Linked DNA regions of Canis lupus: region 1 is linked to region 2. A link is a contact called in public Hi-C data. All regions are on one chromosome and are shown on one strand. The core of a region is the stretch at or near the end of the contact, and the rest is flanking DNA. Distances in the headings are between cores, read along the strand shown. Region 1 overlaps TPST1 (protein-tyrosine sulfotransferase 1). Region 2 overlaps CRCP (DNA-directed RNA polymerase III subunit RPC9).

Region 1 (7,016 bases), core at 3-2,502, 210 kb before region 2:
TACAAGAGCCAAATTATGGAAACAGTCCAGGTGTCTATCAACTGATGAATGGATAAGGAAGATGTGGCACACACACACACACAGAGGAATATTACTCAGCCATAAAAAAGAATGATCTTTTTGCCATTTCCAACAACATGGATGGAGCTAGAGAGTATCATGCTAAGTGAAATAAGTTAGAGAAAGACAAATGATTTCCATGATTTCACTCATATGTGGAATTTAAGAAACAAACAAATGAGGGGGATAAAAAAGACAAACTAAGAAACAGACTCTTAACTATAGAGAACAAACTGATGGCTACCAGGGGGGACGTGGGTGGGAGGAGGGGTGAACTAGGTGATGGGGATTAAGGTGATGAGAACTGAGCATTGTATGGAAGTTTTGAATCACAATATTGTACACTTGAAACTAATACAACACCGTTATTTTAACTATACTGGAATTAAAATAAAAAACTTAATTAAAAATTATGATGCATAGAAGGGAATATCTACAATACAGCCAACTGAAGAAACTTTGGTTTATCAATCACCATTGGATAAAGTCTTACTGCTTCTCTGAGATCACAGTAATGAAAACATGTACACCGCCAGAACACTTCACACATTTAAAGCTTTTATTTTGAAAAATAAAATACAAAAGTCATTAAGTTGTAAATGTATACGGTAATTCCCCAACTTCTCAAAAACAATACAATGAATTATTTAAATAATTAAGATCTTTAATATTATCCACATCAATACATTTAAACAGGAAGTGTTCTACAAAACATTAGAACATGTAGACAACCTATTCCAAGATGAAACTGCCCAATTTTGCTTATAGAATCCCATTTTAAAGCCCTCCCCTTGAAACAAAAGTTTAGAATCTGGTAAGAAAAGATGAGGACCAGAGCAGTTTTAACAGAAAGCACACGCTCCCTCTGAGCTTCTTATCCACAGGCCTGTGTGTGTAATTAGTATCAAGAGCACTGTACTCAGGAAGCAGATCACGCAGGGAGGCCCAAATGTATCCTGACATCCCACCCTCTCAATGGGAGGAGAATGGCAAGTGAACAGGTGATGTGGGCCATGGTACATACGCTTGACTGATCTCATCAGGGAACAGCTAGTACTAGAAATTTTCCTTCTGTTGAAAGGCAGCAGTCTTCCCTAGGGCAAACAAATAGAATATGGTTATAGGTGTGGAGTCACTCTATTTTCCCCTGCACCATACTGCCTCCAGCCACACTGCCCTCTAAGAGAGCTTAAGCAGGGAAACCCAAAGACCAAGGAATGTCCCCCCAACTCTCACCTCATGTAAGAGGTTCCTGGCTCTGCTACTCTACTTCCTCAGTCTGTCAAAGGAAGCAAAAGATGTTTTATTTTTATTTTTTATTTTTTTTTGTAAAACATGTTTTAAAGCCCTTGAAGTTAGTTAGGATGGAGAGTAACTACTACCATTGAAATAATCAGGGGTGGCCTGCAGGCTCTGACTACACATTTTTCTAATGAACTCAATCTGCTAACTACTATATAATAAAGAATCTAACTGGCCTTTGTCTCTAGTTTGTGGTAGGGAGACCCTAAATTCTTGGATTTTCCCAGGTAATGGGAATGTCTTCATTATTCAGGAGCTCCTTGAATTATATTTGAGTTTGTGCTAAGAGATGAGATAACTCAGGATGGGGGCTGGTCACGGAAAGACCAAACCTGTGATTGACTTCACCCACATGGCCAATGATTCAATCAGTCATGTCTATGTAATTAGATCCCAATAAAAACTATGGATGCTTAAGTTCAGTGGAGCTTCTTGGTTGGTGAATACACCGATATGCTATGCTGCTGGTTGGAAGAAGTACCCTGATTCCACGGGGAATGGGCATTGCTCTGTTTTTGAGACCCTCTCAGTCCTTGTCCTACATCACTCTTCATTTGGCTCATTCTGATTTGTATCCTTTGTAATAAAACTGTAATTGTAAGTACAGCTTTGCTGAGTTCTGTGAGCCACTTTACCTAAATACCAAATGCAAGGGTTCTGTGGGCTTCAATTTTATCATTTATTATAAGTTAAATCGAGGTCTTTTACAGTCCTTTTCTAACTATATGTGTGTGTGATGCATTAAATAAACCAGAGTTACTTACTTTTTTTTTTTTTTTTAAATACCCTGTTAACATTTTTTTTTTTTAGATTTTATTTATTTATTCATGATAGTCACAGAGAGAGAGAGAGAGAGGCAGAGACACAGGCAGAGGGAGAAGCAGGCTCCATGCACTGGGAGCCCGATGTGGGATTCGATCCCGGGTCTAGGATCGCGCCCTGGGCCAAAGGCAGGCGCCAAACCGCTGCGCCACCCAGGGATCCCCAGAGTTACTTACTAGGCCTGAAGTGCCTACTAAGTGTTTTGTGCATTTTTATAAAATAACTGATTTGTAGGAATCCCCTATAGTCTACAAATGAATACTTTGTTTCAAATTATTTTAACCCACTTAAGGTACACTTTTTTACTCTCTTTATGATGCTTTCTAATAAGTAAATATCATCAGGGTGCCTGGGTGGCTCAGTTGTTGAGCATCTGCCTTTGGCTGAGGTTGAGTCCTGCATCAGGCTCTCCCCACAGAGGGAGCCTGCTTCTCTCTCTCCTATGTCTCTACCTCTCTCTGTATGTCTCTCACGAATAAATAAATAAAATATTTAAAAACAAAAAAACTTTAAAAACGTAAATATTATCAATTTTAATGGTGTCCAAGTTACCCACTTTATTTTTTTAAAAGATTATTTATTTATTCATGAGAGGCAGACAGAGAGAGAGGCAGAGACACAGGCAGAGGGAGAAGTAGGCTCCATGCAGGGAGCCCGACGTGGGACTTGATCCCGGATCTCCAGGATCAGGCCCTGGGCTGAAGGCAGCGCTAAACCACTGAGCCACCCAGGCTGCCCTAAGTTACCCATTTAAAAATTAATGATTAGTGTTTTTTATGATCTGTTTAAAAAAATCCTTCCCTCTTAAGGTTATGAAATTATTCTCCTTTATTATCTCCTAAAAACTTTATTATTTTACCTTTCACATTTAGGTCTGTAATCTGCCTGGAAATGATTTTTGTGTATGCTGTGAAGCAGAGGTATCCCTTTAAATTAGTCTCAAATTCCCTTTCTTGATTCTTTCAAACTTACTATACAGAATAGTCTTTGGATTTGACATTCCTTCAAGACTTGACTCTCAGATTATTCTCTGGCCACAGCCTACAAGTGATTGATGGCTTATTCATGAATCCATCCAGGTTTCTGGGGCATCACGCCTAGACCAGGCTCAGGGTTCAGTGCCCCCTTGTCTGCCAAAGTTGATCAGTCTTTTGGGGAGATCAGAAGTTCCTTGAGAAGATCTTTTTTTCTCTGACTCTTGAGGACTTATTCCAACTTCTCACCCATAACAGAAATTCAGTAAACATTTGTTGAACAAAATGAATGAATGGGAAGATTAAAATTAAATATAGGCAAATGAGAATATGCCCTGAAAGTAGTTTGAAATTCTCAAATAATACATATCAACTATTAAAGGCTTACAACTGTTATGGGACAAGGATTTGAGAAGACAGAGCCTTGAACCTTGGTGTGAGAAGCAACTTCTCTCAAATAGCCCTGTCCTTTTATTCCAGGCTTGCTTCAGGCTACACAACTTCACAGAGTCTATGAGGAGGTCTGTCTCCCTCACCAATCCATATCCGCAATGATTTTAGAAGCCGACGTTCTTGCTGGGTCTTCATTTCCTATTTACAAGCCAATTACTGATAGCAGCCTGGGCTAGAAAGGGCAGTCTTCTGCGGGGTTCCAGTAGGAGTTAACAATCTTTCCCCACTACCAGGTAGGCATGGCAGAGGATTCTCAGATGCAGGACATTCTGGGCTAGTTTAGGCACACGGTGTCAGCTGTAACACTGCCTGTTTCTCTTCAACTCAAGAAACAACACTGAAACCCAAGTAAGTATGGGTGTGACATTACAAGGATAACTCTGGATCTGTTTTAACAAATCTTTTAAAATGTAAACGTTGGGATCCCTGGGTGGCGCAGCAGTTTAGCGCCTGCCTTTGGCCCAGGGTGCAATCCTGGAGACCCGGGATCGAATCCCACGTCGGGCTCCCGGTGCATGGAGCCTGCTTCTCCCTCTGCCTAGTCTCTGCCTCTCTCTCTCAATCTGTGTGTGACTATCATAAATAAATAAAAATTTTTAAAAAATTAAATTAAAATGTAAACGTTATTCATTTTCAAACTCTCACTGTCCTTTCCCAGCTTGGGGGCTTTGCAGCTCAGGGCCAATGGCGGTAAATACAATGTATTCACAAGTCTTCTAGGCTCCAAATAAGACAAGTTAGGAGGTCATGGATGTATATATGACAAGAACAAAGGGTGGCTGAAAGTTTTATTTCAAGGGATATTGGAAGGCTGAGCAGATTCACCAAGGCAGGTTCCTTATACATGGAATACTCTATGGCTTATAAGTCACCTCAAGCAACTGGATTTTAGTTATTAATAGAGCAGTTCCCTAATTTTGGAAGACACTGACACTGAGCTCTCTGAAATTAAGACTGTTAAAACGAACAATTACCAGAGACCAATCTTTCTGCCACCAGTACAGCACTCTTTAAAAAGATCATCCTGACACAAGAGCCCATCTATCACATTAAGAAGAGAAAGCAGACACAGTACCTGAGGTTTTTCCTTAAGAAATTCAGGGAGCTGAAATTCTCCTTTATAGACCTGGAAAAACAAAGTCAAGTGTGAGTTTAAGGAAACAGGTACTGTCATCATCATTTCAGGATGCCTGCAATGCGTGATGGTGAATGGATTCATTCTCGGTGAGTTTTAGGGTGGGAGGGAAGCCTATCAGTTCAATAAAAGCTAGTGCTGAAGGACTGAAATTCTCATTCACTCTGGTCCCACCTGTCCTACATTTGCCTGAGTGTTCCTAATGTGGGCTGGCTGGGAGAGGGCCCAGAGTACCTGAAGAAGAAAAAAAGCATACCAAAGTTCCAAGCTCCAATCATTTTAGCTGAGAGAGAAAGCGAGCTCTAGGCCATCTATCTCAAGCAACCAACAGAGAATTCACACAATTTAGGAACAGGTACTCCTAATAGCCTTTTGAAATCTCCATCCTCACAAATCTTAGATTTATTCCAAATTTACTTTTCTTAATATCCCCAATATTCCCATAACAATTTGAATTTTAGATGATTCTTAAAATGATACATACTTTTAACCTCACAAAATCTTATAATTAAAAACTTACTTTTCAATATATAAAATTATGTTTCTAATACCAGCAATAGTAAGGAAATAACTTTAGGAAGCAATACCATTTATAACATCTAAAAAACCCCCCACCAGATACCTAAGAATAAATCTAATAAAAGATCTGTGTAAGATCTTTACACAGAAAAATATAAAACATTATTGAGAGAAATTAAAGACCAAATAAATAGAGAGGCATACCACTTCCAGGGATTGAAAGAGTCAATATAGTAAAGATGTTCATTCTCCTCAACAAAGGAATTCCAATCAAAACTCTAGCACACTTTATTGGGTGGAGGGAGTGGAGTAAGTTCAAGCTGACTGAAAAAGTTCTATGGAAATGCATAGGGCCAAGAATAATCAAAGTAATCTTAAAAAGAACAAAGTGTGGAAAAAAAAAAGTGGGGGACTTACTCTACTAGATATTAAGACATTATTATACAGCTATAATTAAGCCAATTATAGAGCTACATGATATATACACACATACATACAATTATAATTGTTAAAATATATACTAATATGTTATATGTTCTTATATATACAAAATAATTAAGATAATAATGAACTTGGAGTGACGACAGTAAGGCTTTGGTACAAGTACAGACAAATATATGAATGAAACAGAATGAACAATCAGAAACAGATCCTTGTATTCAGATACTTGGTTTATAACAAAGATGGTGTTGAAAGCAATGCAATTAGAAGGAAAAAACAAATATTGTATATAATGATACTGAGTAGCAATTAAGAAAAACAAACTACTGGTATGGCAATAACATAGATGAATCCCAACACATAATGAAGAGAAGGATAAAAGTCGGACCCCTAAAAATGATATAGGTGTCTCCATTTAAAATATTTTAGGGCAGCCCAGGTGGCTCAGCAGTTTAGCGCCACCTTCAGCCCAGGGTGTGATCCTGGAGACCTGGGATTGAGTCCCACGTCGAGCTCCCTGCATGGAGCCTGCTTCTCCCTCTGCCGGTGTCTCTGCCTCTTTCTCTCTCTGTGTGTGTCTCTCATGAATAAATAAATAAAATATTTTTAAAAAATAAAATATTTTAACGTTTGTGAAAAGGCAAAACAACTTCATGTTGTTGGAAATCAGGATACTGTTTACTCTAGGGAGGAGAGAGATGAAAGAGGCTTTCAGGGTGCTGGGAATTTTCTGTCTTGATATGGGTAGCAATTATGAAGGTGTGTTCATTTTGTTTCATTTATAGAGCTATGATTTGTGTAATTTTTCTGTATATTTCAAGAACAAAACTGAACAAATTAAGCCAGTAACTTAACGCTAAAAATTTACTGCTAACACACACAAACGCACTCACTCTTTTTAAGTACAAAGATGTTTGTTTCCACAGTGCAACAGCAAAAAACTGGGAACTTTTCATGCCAATCAAGAGTAAAGAAGGTCTCCATTAACCAAAGTTTGATAATTGCTAAACTTGAGAAAGTATGGTAAGAAACTACATATGGCTACTGGGAAGAGAGTCACAGAGTAATCCCTCCAAGCAAAAAATGAATCTAAATGGTGAATCCTAAGGCCCACAGACCTAAAGGATCATCCTAAATGGATGATGATCCATTTCTAAAAGTAGCAGCATTCCCTCTGAAACTCAGAGGATGAACGTACTTTTTGCACATCTCTTTCTCTGCAATTTCTAAAACTTGCTCCATTCTTTATAGTCTTTAAGAAGCCTAAATTAAAGCTGTTTCAAAAACTACCTTCAATATCTTTGACACCT
Region 2 (7,194 bases), core at 721-3,220:
TTTGTAAGCCATAAGACGATACAATCTAAGACATTTATAATCACTAACTTCCAACAGGCGTATATGGCAGTACTGTTGAGGACAGTGGCAGGACGGGGACAGAATCACAGAAGTGGGGGGCAGGCTCCTGTGGATCTGAGGCTTACCACAAACCATGGCTGAGGTGTAACCAAAAGTAGCTTTACCCCCCAAAACTGAATACAAATGCTGGATGCTGGAAATACTTTGGACACAGGGAGAATAATGGCCGTAAGGTTAATGCAAGGATATTCTCAAGTCTTCTGTACTTCACACCCTTTGTGAAAACCTCATTTCTGATCCCTCTCTTATGAGAAGAGATATTGTCACTGGGATTTGCTATCCTTTGTAGCCAAATCCCAGGCTGGGGAAAATCTGACTATAACATGGTCCAACTGCTGAGAAACAACATACCGTATTTATCAAGACCTACTACCTACCTACCTGTGAAAAGGAGAAAGGAAAGGACAGTCTGAGGGGATGCCACACACTTCTTTCTTCTTACTATGCAAAAGCACATGGCTTGGAGGAGAAAGTAAGGTGCTAAGTCAGACAGACCCAATTTGCCACTCACTAGCCAAGACTATGGTGAGGGCATTAAAGGTGACACCTACGAAGCCCATGGCATAGAGCAGGCACTCTTAATAGCAGCTAATCATACCAAATAATGATAGAGCTTTCTACAGGCTCTGGGATGAGATCATGCTAATCTTCATCTCCTCTCTCCATCTGTCATTAAGCCATGAATAACATATGTTGCTGATTAAAGTTGGAGGAGCTAACATGTGATTTTTAACCCAGAGGGACATGGATTAGTTTCTTGCTGATTTGTTTTTTTTTTTCTGTTCTAAGATGAATCTCCTGCACAGTTGAATGCATCAGAGTAAGGATACAAAAAAAAAAAAAGGAATCTCTATTTACCCTAAAGGCCAGTTCCCCCAGAAAGTCACCCTTTATGGAAGGAATTTTTCTAATTTATTTATTTATTTTTTTTTAATTTTTATTTATTTATGATAGTCACACACAGATAGAGAGAGAGGCAGAGACACAGGCAGAGGGAGAAGCAGGCTCCATGCACCGGGAGCCCGACGTGGGACTCGATCCCGGGTCTCCAGGATCGCGCCCTGGGCCAAAGGCAGGCGCCAAACCGCTGCGCCACCCAGGGATCCCGGAATTTTTCTAATTTAATTTTGGGGGCATTTTGAAGGACAGGAAAACATTAGGAGGACAATAAAAGTCTTAGTCGAAAATTAAATGCCCCATGACCCTTTTATTTATTTATTATTATTTTTTAAGGTTTTTATTTATTTATTCATGAGAGAGATAGAGAGGCAGAGACACAGACAGAGGGAGAGGCAGGCTCCCTGTGGGGAGCTTGATGCGGGACTTGATCCCGGAATTCCAGGATCATGACCTGAGCCGAAGGTAGATGCTCAACCACTGAGCCACCCAGACGTCCCTCCATGAACCTTTTACAAAGGTTCTTTTTAAAGAAACTCTAAACATCATAGGTATTTTTGGCTGCTTTCTTCCACACTTTCTGAGAGAAATTTGACAAAGGATAAGTACTTCTAAAACTGACTTTGCAAACTCCTTTTTTCTCATTTTGTTAATTCTCTAATCAGTTTTTTTTTTTTTTACCGACAATTAAATGGCCTGCCTGGTATTTAGAGCTTCACGGTGTTCCCAGGACACCAACACAGTAACCACACAGATTTTCTCACTGGGCCTCAGCTTCACATTCTCCTTAGACCATGTATAGCTTTTACTCTGGCTGTCTTGCACAATTCTAAAGCTTTATACTGTGACTGCTGTGTAGACTGTGCAAGTGATGAGGATCCACTGAATGGTCATACGCAGGGAAACAAGATGATCAAGTTTGTGGTCTGAGAAAGTGAACTCTGACAGCGGTGCAGAAGGTGGACTGTAGGGGCCAGCCTGAGGCAGGGATGATGAGAGGACAACCACGAGAGCTGCACTGAGAAAAGACAGAAATTAACACAGTGTGACAGGGAGAGGAGAGAGAACAGGGGAAGACACAAGCAACAGAACCTGGGGACTAAGTGCATGTGAGATCAAAGAAGAGAATGACTTCCAGGTTTCTGGCTTGAGAGACTGGGCCAGGAGGCTGACAGAAAGAGCATGTGGGGAAGTACACTTGTGCTCTGTGAACTAAGAACAGAAACAGGAAGAATAGGGTTGAAGGGTGGGAGTCAGGGAGGAGAAATTCTGCCAGAGTCATGGTGAGTCTCTTGTTTTTCTGCAACATCTGGTTGGCAATAACCCCTACAGGAAAGCAATGACCAGGATAGGGTGGGACATCAGGGGAGACAAAGAGTGCTGCGATGCAGGCCCAAACCCTAAGGAAGGAACAAAATTTCCCCAGTCTACTTTCATTAAGTCCATACTAACTAGGATCCAATTGGTGAGGTCTCCTTTCACTTATAAAATGGGGCAGGCGGGCAGTCTTTTCAGGAAATGGCAGTTCCAGCCTTCATCACCCTTTCTCCCTTTCAGACTCAGAAACCACTCCCCTCATATTCGGGCCTCCTTCACTCACCAGCTGGATCTCAACAGCAGTCATAGGCCTGTGATTCAGCAGCTGAAGCTTCTCAGCTCTGTCAAATGAAAGTACAAAGCATTTAAAACTCTTATTCCCTTCAGAATCTTGAGTCTTGACCAAGCTGTTCAGAGAACACGGTGTCAGATAACAAATGGGAAAACTGCTTGGAAAGTGGCCCTCAGTTTCTTCAACTGTAAAAGGGAGAATGAGAATTGAAGAGCCCACATCAGAGACTCTTGAGAGGGTACAAATGTGTATTAGAATCAAAAAACAACTAATGTATGGATTAAAAGAAATGTAACAAATAGAAGAGGTGCAGTTTTAATCAATTTTATCTGGAAAATATGAAGAAAATAACATTTTCTTAATCCAAAAGATTAATAAAATAATCTTGGTTGGTTGGTATCACTTAGAAATGGCAGAGAATTCCTTTTTGAGATTAATATTAAATGTCAGATTTTCACTTGTTATATCAGAAACAAAAACCAGGACTAGAGGGGGGTAGGGGTTAATGCACAGAAGTATAAGGCACAGTCCTCTGCCCACAAAGTTTACAAGCCAGTTGGGGAAAGAAGACAAATACAAGAAATTTTAACAAACATGTAAGTAACTGTTGAAGATAATAATTATCACCTGTCACAAGGTAATATCTAGCTCATTTCTAAAGGAGTGGTTGAAATGTGTGGACTCTTGAAGGTGATATAGGACTTAAAAGAAAAAAGAACAGCTTTTTTCTTTTACCACCCCTGTGCAGGTGACAATTTCTAAGTTTCCCTCTCAATCTGACCCAGAAGCTCCAGATTCATCTTTCGGATCAACTCAGTAAATATTTACTGAACTTTAAAGACATTCTGAAATAAACAGATGACTGAGCCACAGGCCCACAGCCGCCTTTGGAGAAACAGCATATTAGCCAGCCTCCCTCTGCCTCGGTCTCGCCATCTGTATAACAGCAATCATAATAGAACTTAATATCTCATCAGGGGGTTAAGGAGGGATGAACATCTTTCTGTTTATAGTGCCAGCAGCTACCATTTATTGCTTCTTCCCATATGGCAAGCACATTGACTTAATCGATGCTGAGATGGTAAATAACTTGTCCAAGGGTTACACAGCTAGTAAATAGAGAGTTGGGACTCAGTCATCAAAGCTCATGTTCTTAACCATCTGCTTCTAGTGTTCGGTATTCAAATGATGACTGTCACAGCAATTTCTCCATAAATGGAAGTCATTAGTAAGGCACTTGTAGTGAAGTTCTACTCCTTCCTCATAATCCTGCAAACATTTACTCTAGACTCGAAGATGACTTCACTGAGGAGGAAACCTTTGCACTGGGCCCTGAAGAGTTTTCTAGACAAAACAATGGGAGCAATGGACAGTCAGGGCAGGAACAGCATAAGTAAACGGCAAGAACAAAAATTATGGAGTTTTAGGAAATGGCTGCATGAAAGGCTGTGAGACATGAAGCTGAGTCCTTAGGACAAGACCACACAGGGCTCCAACTAACAACAGGCTGGATGTGACTCTGTGGACACTGGAAAGTAACCAAGGAACGGAGTGATATGCTGAGGTGAGAAAAAACAAGGCCGTGAACCTGGGTAGCAGCAGGGCTGGCAATGAGAGGCTGGACATGTGAAAGGTCAACCTCAGGTATAGGTAACAGGACCTGACAACAGCCTTGGTTGGGTGGGGAAAGAGAGAAGAGAAGAGTCAGGGTTTAGTGTCAGGTTTTTAGTTTGTTTGGGAAAAATCTATTACTTGAAATCTGAGGAGTTTGTGGTGCTTTTGGAACAATGAAGAGGTCTCTGTTCAGCCATTCGTCTAGTTCTAGTTCTAGTGTGGTCTAGAACTAAAGAAAAAGACCAGAGCTGGATGTACTAGCAAGGAGTGATACAAAACCATGGGAGTGGATATCACAGTCCAGAGACCAACTACAGAGTAAGTGGAGACACAAGACAGGGCACCATAAAACATCTCCAGTTAAGGGTCTGGGAGAGAAGGTGGCAAAGGAGGAGGAAAGAGAGGCAAAGAAAACCTGAGAGAGTGATGTTAGGGAAACCAAGGGAGGAAAAGCTCTGGGAAAAGGGCAGGAGCAACAACATCACATGCTGAAGAGGGGAAAGCAGACTGACAGTATAGAAGTAACCAGATCTGCCAACAAAGAGGGCACTGGTGGTGGCCTGTGCAATAGTTTGGTGGAACAACAGTGATGGTCACAACTGGACTGTGGGGACTGAGGATTAACTGTAGAGAAAATAATCTTTTTTTCCCCTTTGGTAATGCAGTGTTACCACTTTTTTAAAATTTTCAAAACAATCTTTATTCTACATTTTGAGAATTAAAAAATTAATCAGCAAAGTGTGTCACCAAAAAAAAAAAAAAAAAAAAAGTGTGCCACAGTGCAAAGAGAAACATACAACAGAGAATCTCTATAATAATCAATGGTATAACCAAACATCACATGTACACATTTAGATGAACTGAAATTATAACATAAAATAAAACCCAATTTCTGAAAACAAAAATGAAGGTATTAAGGATCTCCAAACATTCTTAACTCTAATGAGATTTCACTGGACTCAAGTCATTTGGAAGTGAGGCATTCACAATATGACTCCATTAACCCAGCTTAGGAATTCTTGGGAGCCATGAATGGCTGTGGCAGGCAGGTTGACAACAAATGGCAACCAAATTTTGATCAGAAAATTCCCCTCTGAAATTTGGCTCTAAAGTTATCAGGCTTTTGAAAGACATCCTCCTCACTGCCCCAGATTTTAAACAAACTCGTTTTCAGTACAGTTTGTATTGATATTCTTTGTTTGGATGAACCTCAGTTTTTCTGGCATTAAAGCAAATTTAGATTTGGTTCATGTCTGATGAGAAAAACCTGTGAGAGGAGGGTCTAAGAGGCAGGTGTGAAAGCCGAAGTAATGGGGTCTGTGCTTGGGGCACAGAACGAGTTTCAGAAGATCCTTGTGAAAGACAAGTTAAAAGCACAAGGGGAGATGTCCAAGGAGAGGAGGAGGTTATTAGTCTGATTGGTCTCTGGCCTGCAACTCTGTTTCAATGGGGACTGGCAGGAGGGAATGGAAGACAAGGTTTGAGGATGGATATGGGGCAAAGGATAGAAAAGCTAAGTCAGACAACTGAAGTGTTTCATTTATGACATATACTATAAATCAAAGACTTAAAGGAGACTAAAGACCAATCCAGATATTTTGGCAATTTTAATTCTTAGGAAGATGAAAGTTCCCTCAAAGCCTAATTGATATTTCCTTACTAAAAGCAAAGACCAGTATGGTACAGTATAATTCCAGAGGAATTTAAGGAAGATCCTTAGGGCTGCTTTGTCTACTTTATTTTATGAATGGCTACCTCCCCTACACCAAAACGCTTCAGGGAGATTCTGCTACTGTAATACGGTTTCTATTTTTTTAAAAGATTTTTATTTGAGAGAGCGAGTGAGTGGGAGAGAGCAAGCATGAATGAGGGAGGAGCAGAGGGAGAGGGAGCAGATTCCCCTCTGAGCAGGGAGCCCAGTGCAAAACTCAATCCTAAGACCCTGAGATCATGACCAAGCCTGAAGTAGATACTTGAAAGACTGAGCTACCCAGGTGCCCCTATAATGTAGTTTCTTATTAAATCTGAAAAGTGTCCAAAAGTTTCAGCACCGGAAAGACACCACAACACGTGTCTGAAGTGAAATGAGAGGCTAACAGGACTAAAGCAGCTGAACTGTGATAGTGCCAAAGGTAACTGATGTCCTTCCCAGCACACTGGTGGCCTACCTCCTCACCAGATGCTGGAGTCACCATCTAAGCCACCCACGAAGAGGTTTCCCTTTCACTGAGTTCTGAGGACACTGGCTCCCTGTGAGGCTCCAAGCTGAGCAGCACTGGGAAGGAATCCTGGACGTGGAGGAGGAATGCTGCCAGCAGCGGCCCCAGCTCTGAATCTCCTACCTGCAAAATACTTGCCTTCCACCAGCACTGTTGAACCAGGTGGACAGGTGGGACCAAGTGGATCAAAGTCATAGGGATTATGGACTCTAAAGGGCCAAAAGCCACGTCTGGGCCCTGGGAAGATACAGTGAGGTGCCAGGAAAAGCAGCTGACGTGGTAGCGACTGGGGCTGCCCACGGCTGCACAAAGCTCCAATAAGAGCTCTGAGTAGGCAGATGGAGGGAGCATCAGTACAGGAGGAGCCTGAGAAGTCACAAGATCTGAAGGTGGACTGGATTCCCACAAGGCTGCACAGGACAGATCTGTGTTTGATACTGACCTTTGCTGTTCACAGTAGTTATGGGTCTGGTTCCTCTCAGCATCACAGACCAAAATAATCTCTTGAAGGAAAAGAGAAGGCAAGGAGCAACTACAGCCTGAGGAGGGGAGGTTCTGGAGGGACCCTGGAGCATGTCTGCCAGCTAAGGAAATAAGCACGAGGAAAGACTATAATTGAAGGGAAGAAAGGGAAAAAGACCCTCAGAAAAACAAAAGTCCAAAGTTTCAGCAAAGGGGCTCATATTCCACAGAGGCCACAGCAATGTGGGGGAGAAAGCATATTTGAAGGGATCTGAAAGGAAAAAGTTCATTTTGGATAATTTTCTCAGTTAA

Evidence for each region. A called contact is a pair of places that touch in the nucleus more often than the background predicts.
Region 1: a contact with region 2 is called in a Hi-C map of skin fibroblasts, with 2.1 times the contacts expected there. The contact joins two enhancer-like sites. A contact is called at or near these places in 4 of 9 Hi-C or Micro-C datasets (amygdala, blood and skin fibroblasts).

What each region holds. Positions count from the first base shown.
Region 1 is chr6:958,182-965,197 of UU_Cfam_GSD_1.0, reverse strand. TPST1 (protein-tyrosine sulfotransferase 1) reads right to left here. Exons shown (of 6, transcript XM_038538994.1): 4 at 4,687-4,737; 5 at 1,297-1,339; 6 at 602-1,154. The coding sequence ends at 1,322. Among named protein-coding and RNA genes, the nearest start is that of KCTD7, 17 kb to the left of the region's middle. Within about 2 kb of position 1,252, at least 2 of the 20 cell types and tissues checked have an H3K27ac peak or open chromatin away from gene starts, as enhancers often do.
Region 2 is chr6:745,842-753,035 of UU_Cfam_GSD_1.0, reverse strand. CRCP (DNA-directed RNA polymerase III subunit RPC9) reads right to left here. Exons shown (of 6, transcript XM_038538992.1): 5 at 2,579-2,636. It also overlaps the pseudogene LOC102153077. Among named protein-coding and RNA genes, the nearest start is that of CRCP, 29 kb to the right of the region's middle. Within about 2 kb of position 1,970, at least 4 of the 20 cell types and tissues checked have an H3K27ac peak or open chromatin away from gene starts, as enhancers often do.